Regions from separate parts of the Mus musculus genome. Here region 1 is linked to region 2. A link is a contact called in public HiChIP or PLAC-seq data. All regions are on one chromosome and are shown on one strand. Each heading gives the region's core, a stretch centred on a gene start, on an enhancer-like site or on the middle of the called end of the contact. The rest is flanking DNA. Distances are from core to core; before and after follow the strand shown. Region 1 has its middle 27 kb from the start of Pum1. Region 2 has its middle 54 kb from the start of Nkain1.

Evidence for each region. HiChIP or PLAC-seq counts read pairs in DNA pulled down with a chosen protein or histone mark.
Region 1: an H3K27ac HiChIP or PLAC-seq map of embryonic stem cells shows a contact between it and region 2, with 6 times the contacts expected there. The contact joins two enhancer-like sites. A contact is called at or near these places in 6 of 15 datasets of contacts at CTCF or cohesin (CD8 T cells, the NIH/3T3 cell line, embryonic stem cells and 2 more), 21 of 484 Hi-C or Micro-C datasets (the Ba/F3 cell line, the G1E-ER4 cell line, bone marrow-derived macrophages and 7 more) and 37 of 115 datasets of contacts at active chromatin or transcription factors (the 230-238 cell line, bone marrow-derived macrophages, cardiomyocytes and 16 more).

The regions. Positions count from the first base shown.
Region 1 is chr4:130,633,524-130,639,587 of GRCm38.p6, reverse strand. No RefSeq gene overlaps it. Among named protein-coding and RNA genes, the nearest start is that of Pum1, 27 kb to the left of the region's middle. Within about 2 kb of position 1,332, at least 68 of the 459 cell types and tissues checked have an H3K27ac peak or open chromatin away from gene starts, as enhancers often do. A contact at or near this core is called in embryonic stem cells, epiblast stem cells and trophoblast stem cells, where this site is marked.
Region 2 is chr4:130,516,986-130,522,631 of GRCm38.p6, reverse strand. No RefSeq gene overlaps it. Among named protein-coding and RNA genes, the nearest start is that of Nkain1, 54 kb to the left of the region's middle. Within about 2 kb of position 2,256, at least 295 of the 459 cell types and tissues checked have an H3K27ac peak or open chromatin away from gene starts, as enhancers often do. A contact at or near this core is called in embryonic stem cells, epiblast stem cells and trophoblast stem cells, where this site is marked.

The DNA.
Region 1 (6,064 bases), core at 83-2,582, 120 kb before region 2:
TTAATCCCAGCGTTTGGGAGGCACAGGCAGTCAGATCTCTATGAGTTCAAAACCAGCCCGCTTTACGTAAATTCAGTGGGAGATCATCTTGGCCAGAGGGCCACATGCCTTTAATCCCAGCCCTCCAGAGGCAGAGCCAGCTTGGTCTACAGAGCAAGTTCCAGGCCAGGTAGTTGCTTTCCTTGCCTTTCTCCCCCAGCCAAGTTCTTGAAGTTAATCTAGGCAGTGGGTGAGTGAATACTTTTGCTGGAGATGAATCTGGGCTTCACATCTGCCAACCGAGTGTGAGGCCTCTGAGCTACCCCATCCAAACTCCCCTCATCAGAGGAAAGTGAGAGCCCCAGCTAGGTCCTTGGGAGTCTTTCTGCCAAATCTAGAGGGCCTTCGTGGGGCCAGGTGGACTTTTTGCTCAAGGTGTGGTTCATAAAGTCCTTTCCCATAACAGCAGAGGAACAAACTAGCTCCTGTCCTGGCCTCTGATGCAGCCACCCTTGCAAGGGAGCCAGGCCTAAGCCTCACCCTATACCATGCCTTCTCTGTGATAAATGGCCAAGGGAACGAGGGGCCTCAAGGGACAAGCACAGTCACACATGGGTCTCTTCCTAAAGCCAAATACTACAGGCGTCTTGGAACCCAGAGGAAGAACAAACTGTCAGCAGAGGTATGTAGCTCTCCCCTCCCCTGAGCTGTTGCCAAGTGCCTCTGTGCACACACACACACACACACACACGCACACACGCACACACGCACACACGCACACACGCACACACGCACACACGCAGGATCGCCTTAAGTGCAGACCCTGCCATGCCCTGTATGGATCTTGGCTACTACGGGGGTTGGCAGTTCACATGGGGGACAAGCTAGGACTTTGCCTCTTTCCTAACTATTCCCAACTTTTAATTTACTAATGTATTAATTTATTTATTAAGAGGTGTGAGGCCGGGCATGGTGGCGCATGCCTTTAATCCCAGCACTTGGGAGGCAGAGGCAGGCAGATTTCTCAGTTCGAGGCCAGCCTGGTCTACAGAGTGAGTTCCAGGACAGCCAGGGCTATGCAGAGAAACCCTGTCTCAAAAAACCCAAAAAGAAAAGAAAAAAAAAAAAGGTGTGATGAGTGTGCAACATGTGTGTTTGCAGGTTTAATGTAAAGTATAAGGAGGCCAGAGGTCGAAGCCAGTATGTAGACCTGGCTGGGCCTTGAACTTACAGTAATCCTCCTGCCTCTGCTTTCTGAATGCAGGGATTAGTTTTGCTTCCTTGAGACAGGCTATACTGGTCAGGCTGTCCTCAGATTCCTGGCCTCAGGTGACTCATCTGCTTCCCCAGTGGCTGGAGTGATTGGTGCATTCCACTATGCCCAGCCCTTCTGTGCTCTGTTTTCCTTGTTCTTGTTATTGTGTGTGATGCTTCGGATCAAACTCAAGGCCTCTCTAGAGGATACCCAGGGAAGCTCAAGTTGTCATCCGGTGAATTTGTTTTCATTTGCTTGTTTTGGGAATTGTGTTAAAAATCACATTATTTATTTATTTATTTATTTAGTCTTGTTCTGGGGTGTGTGTGTGTGTGCACACACACAGGAGCACATGCAGGCTTGACAGTGTAGGTCAAAGGACAACTTGCACGATTCCCTTCTCTCCTTCCATCACGTGGCTTCCAAGGCATCAGTTTCCAGGGCACCTTTAAATGCTGAGTCACCTCACCTGCTCCATTTGTGTTTGACATAGGATTAGTCTAGGCCATGCAGCCTTTGAACTTCCCAGCCTCCTGCCTGAGCCTCCTGAGTGTTGGAACTGCAAGCCTGTGCCCAGAAGCCTAGCTCTGAGTTTATATTAATAAACACTGGGCTTCTTTGAGGTAGATCGCTTACCTAAGCTGTGGCTCCCACAACCTTCATCTGTCTTTGAACCTGCATCATGTGACTTTAGCTTTATTGTTTTGTTTTTCCCCTCTCTATGGAACACTTTAGTCTTTTTTTTTTTTTTTTTTTTTTTTTTTTGGTTTTTCGAGACAGGGTTTCTCTGTGTAGCCCTGGCTGTCCTGGAACTCACTTTGTAGACCAGGCTGGCCTCGAACTCAGAAATCCGCCTGCCTCTGCCTCCCAAGTGCTGGGATTAAAGGTGTGAGCCATCGGGCTGGTGAGATGGCTCAGCGGGTAAGAGCACTGACTGCTCTTCCAAAGGCCCTGAGTTCAAATCCCAGCAACCACATGGTGGCTCACAACCATCTGCAATGATATCCGATGCTCCGATGCCCTCTTCTGGTGTGTCTGAAGACAGCTACAGTGTACCTACATATAACAATAAATAAATCTTTAAAAAAAAAAAAAAAAAAAAAAAAAGGTGTGAGCCATCACGCCCGGCCACTTTAGTCTTTTACATTATAGTTGGGTTTTCATCCCGAGGAACCCATCAACTTATCAAGTTTGCTTTTGAGATGTGGTCTCATTATGTAGTCCTGGCTGGCCTGGACTTACCTGTGTGGACCAAGATGGTTCCAGAACCTTTAGCCTTCTTCCTGCCTTCCCAATAGTGTGTGCCACTTCACCAAGATCTCCTGTGATAAACCTATTATCTTCTTGAACTTTGATGCCTGAAGGTTTAGCATTCCTGTGTGGAATCTGGGCTCCCCCAGGGCATGGATCAGGCCGGCAGAGCACCTGTCCCAGTCTCTTACCCCATGACATCACTGATTTTTCCAGCTGCAGAGGTCGATAGACTGAGCCATGATGGAGCAGAGAGTTCCTGATAACCGTGCAGAATATCCCTGCTGGCCATGGGAAAGGACCTGTGCAGCTGTCTTCACTCACAGCAAGCATGGCTCCTTCTCCCATGCCCCGACCACAACTACCTCGAAATTAGGGAATGGTAGACCCTGTCACCTGCTCCCGATGACACTCTGTTCCCACAGAGCAAATGGATTCTGTCCAGTGGCTCTCACGAGGAACTTGCATGGTGTGTGGATGCCCTGGGCAGCTCCAGTTCTCTGCAGGGACGATTATTCAGTGAGCATATTGGGAGCAGGGCATTTCCTATTAGTACTGAGTTCTTTGTTTGTTTGTTTGTTTGTAATATATTTATTAACATATTTTATTCCTTTTTATATGTCAGTACACTGTCAGTGTCTTCAGACACACCAGAAGAGGGCATCAGATCTCATTACAGATGGTTGTGAGCCACCATGTGGTTGCTGGGATTTGAACTCACGACCTTTGGAAGAGCAGCCGGTGCTCTTAATCACTGAGCCATCTCTCCAGCCCTATTCCATTTGTTTACATCTCAAATGATATCCCACTTCCTGGTTACCCCCTCCACCAACCACCCCATCCCACATCTGCCCTATCCTCTCCCTTTTGCCTGTATGAGTGTGCTCTCCCACTCACCTACACTCTCCCGCTCCACTAAAAATTTTTATTTCTGTGCCTGTTTCGTGTCTGCAGGTGTCCATATACATTTGGATCCTTGCGACACAAGAGTCCAGTGGACCACCCCCACCTCCCAAGCTGGAGTCACAGGCCACCTAACGTGTGCTGGGAAATGACCTTGGGCCCTCTTGAAGAGGAACAGGTGCCCTTAACCACGGAGGAGACATCTCTCCAGCCACCCCAAATACATTTCTTTTTAAGCTTCTAGGGGCTGGAGAGATGGCTCCAAGGTTAAGAGCACTGACTGTCCTTCCAGAGGTCCTGAGCTCAATTCTCAGCAACCACATGGTGGCTCACAACCATCTGTAATGAGATCTGATGCCCTCTTCTGGTGTGTCTGAAGAAAGCAATGGTGTACTCATATACATAAAATAAATAAATAAATCTTAGCCGGGTGTGGTGGCACACATGGCCAGCTGAGACCCTGACTTTTTAATTATTATTATTTTATTTATTTATTTATATTCCAAAGGTTGCCCCCTTCTCGGTTCCTCCCCTTCGAGTTCTTCACCCCAGTCCCCAGTCCCCTTTATGTCTGAGAGGGTGCTCAACCACCTCTCACCTCACCCAGGCCAGTATCTTCCTTTCCTGGGGCATCAAGTTTCTACAGGATTAGGTGTATCCTCTCCCATGGAGGTCAGAGAAGACAGTCTCTGCTACCTATGTTCTGGGGGTCACAAACCAGCCCATGTATGCTCTTTGGTTGGTGGCTTAGTCTCTGGGAGCTCTGAGGGGTCCACATTAGTTGATACTCTTGCTCTTCCTATGGGGTTGCCATCCCCTTCAGCTCCTTCAATCCTTCCCTAACTCTTCCATAGGTGTGATGGTTGGAATTTGCTTGGCCCAGGGAGTGGCCCTATTAGGGGGTGTGGCCTTGTTAGAGTAGGTGTGTCACTATGGGTGTGGGCTTAAGACCCTCACCCTAGCTACCCGGAAATCAGTCTTTCACTAGCAGCCTTCAGATGAAGATGTAGAACTCTGAGTTCTGCCTGCACCACGCCTGCCTGGATGCTGCCATGTTCCCGCCTTGATGATAATGGACTGAACCTCTGAACCTGTAAGCAGCCAGCCCCAAATATATGTTGTCCTTTATAAGACTTGCCTTAGTCATGGTGTCTGTTCATAGCAGTAAAACCCTAACTATAACAATAGGGGTCTCTGACCTCAGTCAATGGTTGGCTGTAAGTATCTGCATCTGTCTCAGTCAGCTGCTGGTAGAGCCTCTCAGAAGACAGCCATGCTAGACTTCTGTATGCACCCACAACATAGCATCTCTAGCAGTGTCAGGGTTTGGTGCCTGCACATGGGATGGATCTCAAATTGGGCTGGTCACTGGATGACATTTCCTTCAGTCTCTGCTCCACTTTTGTCCCTGCACTTCCACCATTCCTGACCTCAAGCTGCACTACAGAGCAATAGTGATAAAAAACACATGGTATTGGTACAGAGACAGGTAGGTTGATCAAGGGAATAGAACTGAAGACCCAGAAAGAAACACACACTTATGGACACTTGATCTTTGACAAAGAAGCCAAAACCTTTCCAGAAAGCTTTCTTTTTGTGGCAAAAAGAAAGCATCTTCAGCAAATGGTACTCGTCAAACTGGCAATCTGCATGTATAAGAATGCAAATTGTTTCATATTTATCACCTTTTGCAAAGATCAAGTCAAAGTGGATCAAGGACTTCCACATAAAACCAGATACACTGAATCTAACAGAAGAGAAAGTAGGAAATAGCCTTGAATGCATTGGCGCAGGGGAAAATTTCCTGAACAGAACACCAGTGGCTCAGGCTCTAAGATCAACAATTTACAAACAGAACCTCAGGATACTGAAAATCTTCTGTAAGGCAAAGGACACTGTCAATAGGACAAAGCTGCAGCCTGCAGACTGGGAAAAAACAATCTTCATTAACCCTACATCCAATAGAGGGCTAATATCCAAAATGTACAAAGAATTCAAGAAATTAGACTCCAAAACACCAAATAACCCAATTAAAAAATGAGACCCTGATCAGGCAGTGGTGGTGCACGCCTTTAATCCCAGCACTCTGGAGGCAGAGGCAGGTGGATTTCTGAGTCTAAGGCCAGCCTGGTCTACAAAGTGAGTTCCACGACAGCCAGGGCTACACAGAGAAACCCTGTCTCGAAAAACAAAAAAACAAAACAAAACAAAATCTTGAGAATGGAATTCAGGTCCTAGCAAGAACTGCGAGTGCTCTCAACCACTGAGCCATCCCTCCAGCTCCCCTTACTGTATGTTTAATTCTACGAATGTCTGAGGGTTTGTGTATGGGAAGTGCAGGTGCCCAGTAGAAACATCAGAAACCCTGGAGTTACAGAGGGATTGGAGTTACATGTGGTTCTAAGCCACTGTGTGGATGCTGGGAACCAAACCCAGGTCCTTTGCAAGAGCAACCAGTGCTCTTAGCCGCTGATGAGCCACCTCTCCAACCCCTGTTGTGACACTTGAATGTTACTAGTCTGTTGTTTTTAAATGTGTTGTAAAGTATTCTGCTGTCTGAACCTTTGTTGGGCCCCAAAGCTATGCAGTTAAACATTTTTTGTTTTGTTTTGTTTGTTTGGTTGGTTTTTTTGGTTTTTTGAGACAGGGTTTCTCTGTATAGCCCTGGCTGTCCTG
Region 2 (5,646 bases), core at 1,007-3,506:
CTTCTGACCTCCTTGGGCACCAGGAACACACATGGTGCAGATATGCATGTAAGCAGAGCATTCATGCATAAGAGAGTAAATACATCTTTTTTAACCAAAAAAAAATGTGCATATATACTGAAAACTGGGAGTGGGCGCCATGGTACATTCCTTTAATCCCAGCACTCGGAAGGCAGAGATAAGGGGATCTCTGTGAGTTCAAGGGCAGCCTGGTCTACACAGTGAGTTCCAGGACAGCCAGGGCTAAACAGTGGAATCCTGTCCTGATAAAACAATAACAAAAAAACAACCAATCAAACAAAAGAAGATAAAAAGTAAAGAACGGTTTGGTTGGGGATCTTAGGCCCTGGATAAATCCTGGTTGGACTGTACAAAGCTGTGCTGATATGGCCATGTCACCACATGAACTCCTCAGAGACATAGCTGTGAGACAGAGAGAAGGAACATTAGTCCCCAAAGCCAGAACCAACAAGCTTTGCAATTGTTCCATTGCAAACTGTCTCTGTGGCCTGGGCCTGTGTTTCTGATTCCCTGCTGGTCCTGCCTTAAGTGCTGGCTGCATTTCATACTCAGTTGAGACCCAGCAGCGTTTCCTACCTGCCCAGGTACTGTTGACTTGGGATCTTCATCCTATGTAATACCCTACATACATCTTTGTCTGTCTTCATGTGCTATTCACGGAGAGCAGGCCCACAGTGGCCCTGGGACCTAGCTGTGAAAAGAACTGCTGCCAGAAGTCAAGAGTCAGGTAGTGGGGAGCACTCGGGAGGCAAGAGGCAGAGACAGGCAGATCTCTGTGAGTACGAGGCCAGCCTCAACTACAGAGCAATTTTCAGGACAGCCGGGGCTGCTACGGAGAAAAGGGGGAAAAAGTTACCACGTACTCTCAGAGTGCCAAGCTAATGTCCTTCGGTCTTCCGCAGTGACCCTGTAGGGTGGTTTGAATAGGAATGACCTTCACAGACTGCAGAATATTGATGTGTTTGAGTACTCAGCCATAGGGAGTGGCACCCTTAGGAGGTATGGCCTTGTTAGAGGATGCATGTGTCACTGTGGAGATGGTCATATAGGCTCAGTGTATGCCAGTGGGGCACAGTCTCCTGCTGCTTGGCTCCTCCAGCAGCATGTCTGCCTGCACACTGCCATGCTTCTCACCATGACAATAATGGACTAAACCTCTAAGCTGTAAGCCAGCCACAAGTAAAGGTTTCCTTTTATGAGAGATGCCATTCCGTGGTCATGGTAAATCTTCCCAGCAATGAAACCTTAACCAAGACACTTTGTGAAGCAACTGCTATGTATATTTCCCCTCGTAGAGAAAGGAAAAGAAACCCAGGCATAATGATGTGGGTGGTAAAGTTCTTGGGAGGATAAATCCTGTTATATTTTCATATGTACACAGTTTCGGGGCTGGAGAGATAGCTCCCGGGTTGAGAGCACACTGGCTGCTCTTGCAGAGGATCCGATTTTGGTACCCAGAACCACATCAGGCAAATCACTGTTAGAGCTGCCTGTAACTCCAGCTCCAGAAGACCCAATGATTCTGACCTCTGTGGACACTTCAACTCACTTACATAGCCCACAAATAGAGACATACTTAAAAATTAAAAATAATAAAATAGATTTTAAAGGATATAGTTCTACATGAGACCTTGAATACTCTAGGACTCATTTGCCTGGCTTTCTTTTCCTTTCTATAGGAGGGGAAGTATACATAGCAGTTGCTTCACAAAGTGTCCTGTTAAATGTTTCATTGCTGTGAAGATTCACCATGACCGCGGCAACTCTTAAAAAAGAAAACACACTACATGGCACCCAGGACCCTAGTGCGGCCTGCAGGGCAGCAGGGCTGCTGCGGAGCTTGCTACCAGACTCCTCCAGGCCATCTGCTTGCTCGGTCTTCCCTCCCGCCCTTCCCCCACTTAGAGGACCTTGCCGCTCCCAGCCTTGGTTTTGCCCATCCCGCCAATTTTCTTCCCTCCAAGTCCATGCCTCCTTAGGGCAGAGGTCTAAAACTCCCGCCCATCTCTGCCTTCTGAGACAGAACACCACCTTCCAAAAACCTCTCTCAACCTCTCTTGGGGCCCCACCCTAGCTCCTCTTCTAGAAAAGAAGCAAACCTGCCTCATCTACCTCGGTTCCGCCCCTAGATAGGCCCCGCCCATCCGTTGCTCATCGCCACGCCCCTAGACGGGCCCCTGCCCCCACTATCCAATGCACTCGCTAGCTCGCTAGGCTCCGCCTTTTGGACCCGCCCACGACCGGCTCCTCCTAGACCCGCCCCCTGTGCTTCTCCAGCTCCTCCTGGCTCAGCCCCACCTAGACCCCACCCCGCTTCTTCTTTGTTCCCACTGGGAGCGGCTCCTTTTCGGGGAAATGAGGATTTCTTTCAGCTTGGCGGGTCTGAAGTCCAGTTCTCGCTGGTTCCGGGACGCCCGGGCATGCTCGGTGTAAGAGGTGTGTGAGGGCGCTGGGCCAGGCCTTCCTTTGTTCCCGACAACATTCACTAGAATGCCCAGCCCTCCTACCTGTGGAGTCCGGATTATGCAGCAAGGAAACTGATCGCCTTGTGACCCCTGGCCTGGGCCACCTGCTTCTTGCTGCAGGTGGGAGCAGAGAATTCTGTCCCGGTACGGATCGGAAGGGTACCCAGTGTGCTGGCTGCCGGCTCCTGCCTTCACATGATCTCCATAGAAAAAGCGAACTCCCGCCCCACGCCCCCACCATGTCCCTCAGTCCACCTCTTTCTTCTCTCACTGCCCAATTTATGTCCGGTCCTTGTCTCACCTCCTGTCTTTGATTTCTCAGACACAGCCACACCCTTACCTTCAGGTTTGCTTCTGAAATAATCCCTTAAGGGATTTTTCCAATTACTGTTTTAACAATCGAGCCATAATTGGATGGGAAAAAAAGGCTCTGCGATTAAAAGCACTTGCTGCTCTGGCGAAGAAGCCTAGTTCGGTTCCCAGTACTCATGTTACAGGCTCAGAACACGATTCCGTGAGTTTTCCCCTCCCGGGGAACTTTGTAACTTAGTTTCTCATTTTTATTTCTAATGTCTGAGGTGTTGGGGTTCATACCTTATGGATTTATGGATTGGGGTAAGGACTCCCATCACTGAGGTACATCCTAGCCCCGTTTTTCTTCACTTTGTGCATTCTCTATCAGGGGTGGGGAGGAAGCCAGAAGCGGTGTCAGGTTCCCTAAAATAAGTTACAGACACTTGTGAACTACTATGTGGATGCTGAAAATCAAACCCTGGTCTTCTGCAAGAGCAGTAAGTGTTCCTTTTTTTTTTTTTAATTTATTTTATGCATGTGAGTACACTGTAGCTGTCTTCAGACACACCAGAAGAGGGCATCAGATCCCATTACAGATGTTTGTGAGCCACCATGTGGTTGCTGGGAATTGAACTCAGGACCTCTGGAAGATCAGTCAGTGCTCTTACTAGGCTGAGCCATCTCTCCAGCCCCTATTCCTGTTTTTAAAGTTTAATTAATGCATTGTCCATGCCTGTTTGTGGGGTGCAGTGATATCTCAGTGTACATGTATAAAATATATCATGAGTTTTATAAATTTTTACAAGTGAAACTTCCTATAATTCGTGCCCTTATAAAAATACAGGAAGCCGGGCGTGGTGGTGCACGCCTTTAATCCCAGCACTGGGTAGGCAGAGGCAGGCGGATTTCTGAGTTTGAGGCCAGCCTGGTCTACAAAGTGAGTTCCAGGACAGCCAGGGCTATACAGAGAAACCCTGTCTCGAAAAAAAAAAAAAAAAAAAAAAAAACAGGAAAAATGTCCCCCAAATTAGAGTAAATAAATAAATTACTGGGGGCTGGAGAGATGTTCAGTGGATAAGAGCACTGGCTGCTCTTCCAGAGGACTGCAGTTTGATTCTCAGCTGCCCACATGGTGGTTCATGCCACTGTCTTTAGTTCTAGTTCCAGGGGATCTGATATACTCTTCTGGCCTTCTGGGCACTCTGCGTATGTTGTACACACACATAAACACCCATCCACATAAATAAAATGGAGCTTTGGGGTCCCTTTCCAGTGACTGTGCACCTCCATCCCCAGCTACTCCTCCAATAACTGTCACCATAGGGAAGGTGATTTTTATTTTATTTTATTTTATTTTATTTTTACATGTTTTGAGACAGAGTTTCTTTTTTTTTTTTCCATTTTTTATTAGGTATTTAGCTCATTTACATTGAGACAGAGTTTCTAACCCTCACTGTCCTGGAACTCACCATGCATGTAGTTCAAAGTGGTCTTAAACTCATAGAGCCTACCTCCAGAATGCTGGGATTAAAAGTGTGTATCATGCCGGGCATGGTGGTGCACGCCTTTAATCCCAGCACTCGGAAGGCAGGCAGATTTCTGAGTTCGAGGCCAGCCTGATCTACAAAGTGAGTTCCAGGACAGCCAGAACTATACAGAGAAACCCTGTCTCAGAAAAAAACAAAACAAAACAAAAAAAAGTGTGTATCACCAGAAAAAAAAAAAATCTGGGCAGTGATGGCACACACCTTTAATCCCAGCACTTGGGAGGCAGAGGCAGGCAGATTTCTGAGTTCGAGGCCAGCCTGGTCTACAGAGTGAGTTCCAGGACAGCCAGAACTACACAGAAAAACCCTGTCTCAAATAAATAAATAGATAGATAGATAGATAGATAGATAGATAGATAGATAGATAGATAGATAGATAGATAAATAAATGGAAAAGAAAAGAAAGAAAAAGGGAAAGAAAAGGGTGTGTTATCATACCCAGCAAGGTTGGTTTTTATTTTGTTTTTGTTTGTTTGTTGGGTTTGGTTCTCTTTTGTTTTTTGTTTTGTTTTGTTTTGTTTTCTTGGTTTTTCAAGACAGGGTTTCTCTGTGTAGCCCTGGCTGTCCTGGAACTCAATGTATATGTAGACCAGGCTGGCCTCCTGAGTGCTGAGTGCTGATATTAGATATGTTCACCACCACAGCCCTTCTTCAAGTTGTATCTTAATATAAATGAAAAGGCAGATGTCTTAGTTTGGTATGGGAGTGAATGCCTGGAGCTCCATTTGGTGGTAGCCAAAGCAAGATTTTCAGTTTAAGAGCAGTCTGGTCTACATAGAAGGATTGCTCAAAGAAAGAGAGGGGAGGTTGGGATGGGAAAGCTGGAGAGATGGCTCCAGAGTTAAGTGTTCTTGGTGCCCTTCCAGAGCCAGCTGATAAGCATCTGTCACTCCAGTTCCAAGAGATACAACACCCTTTTCTTGTCCTTCAAGGGAACCTACACCCATGTGGCATTTTCTCACATGGACACACACACACAGTTTTGTTTTGTTTGTTGTTTGTCTTAAATGTGGCTTGTAGATTAAGAAAACATAGTCCACTTGCAAAAGGCTCACATTGGTTCTCAGCACCCACCTCAGGCAGCTCACAACTCCAGCTCCAAGGGATCCAACACCTCTGGTCCTCATTCACACCAGTGCTCACATGCACAAAACCACAGACAGACAGACAGGCAGACAGATAGACAGACAGGATACATATTTAAAAATAGTAGGGCTGGTGAGATGGCTCAGTGGGTAAGAGCACCAGACTGCTCTTCCGAAGGTCCAGAGTTCAAATCCCAGCAACCACATGGTGGCTCACAACCATCCGTAACAAGA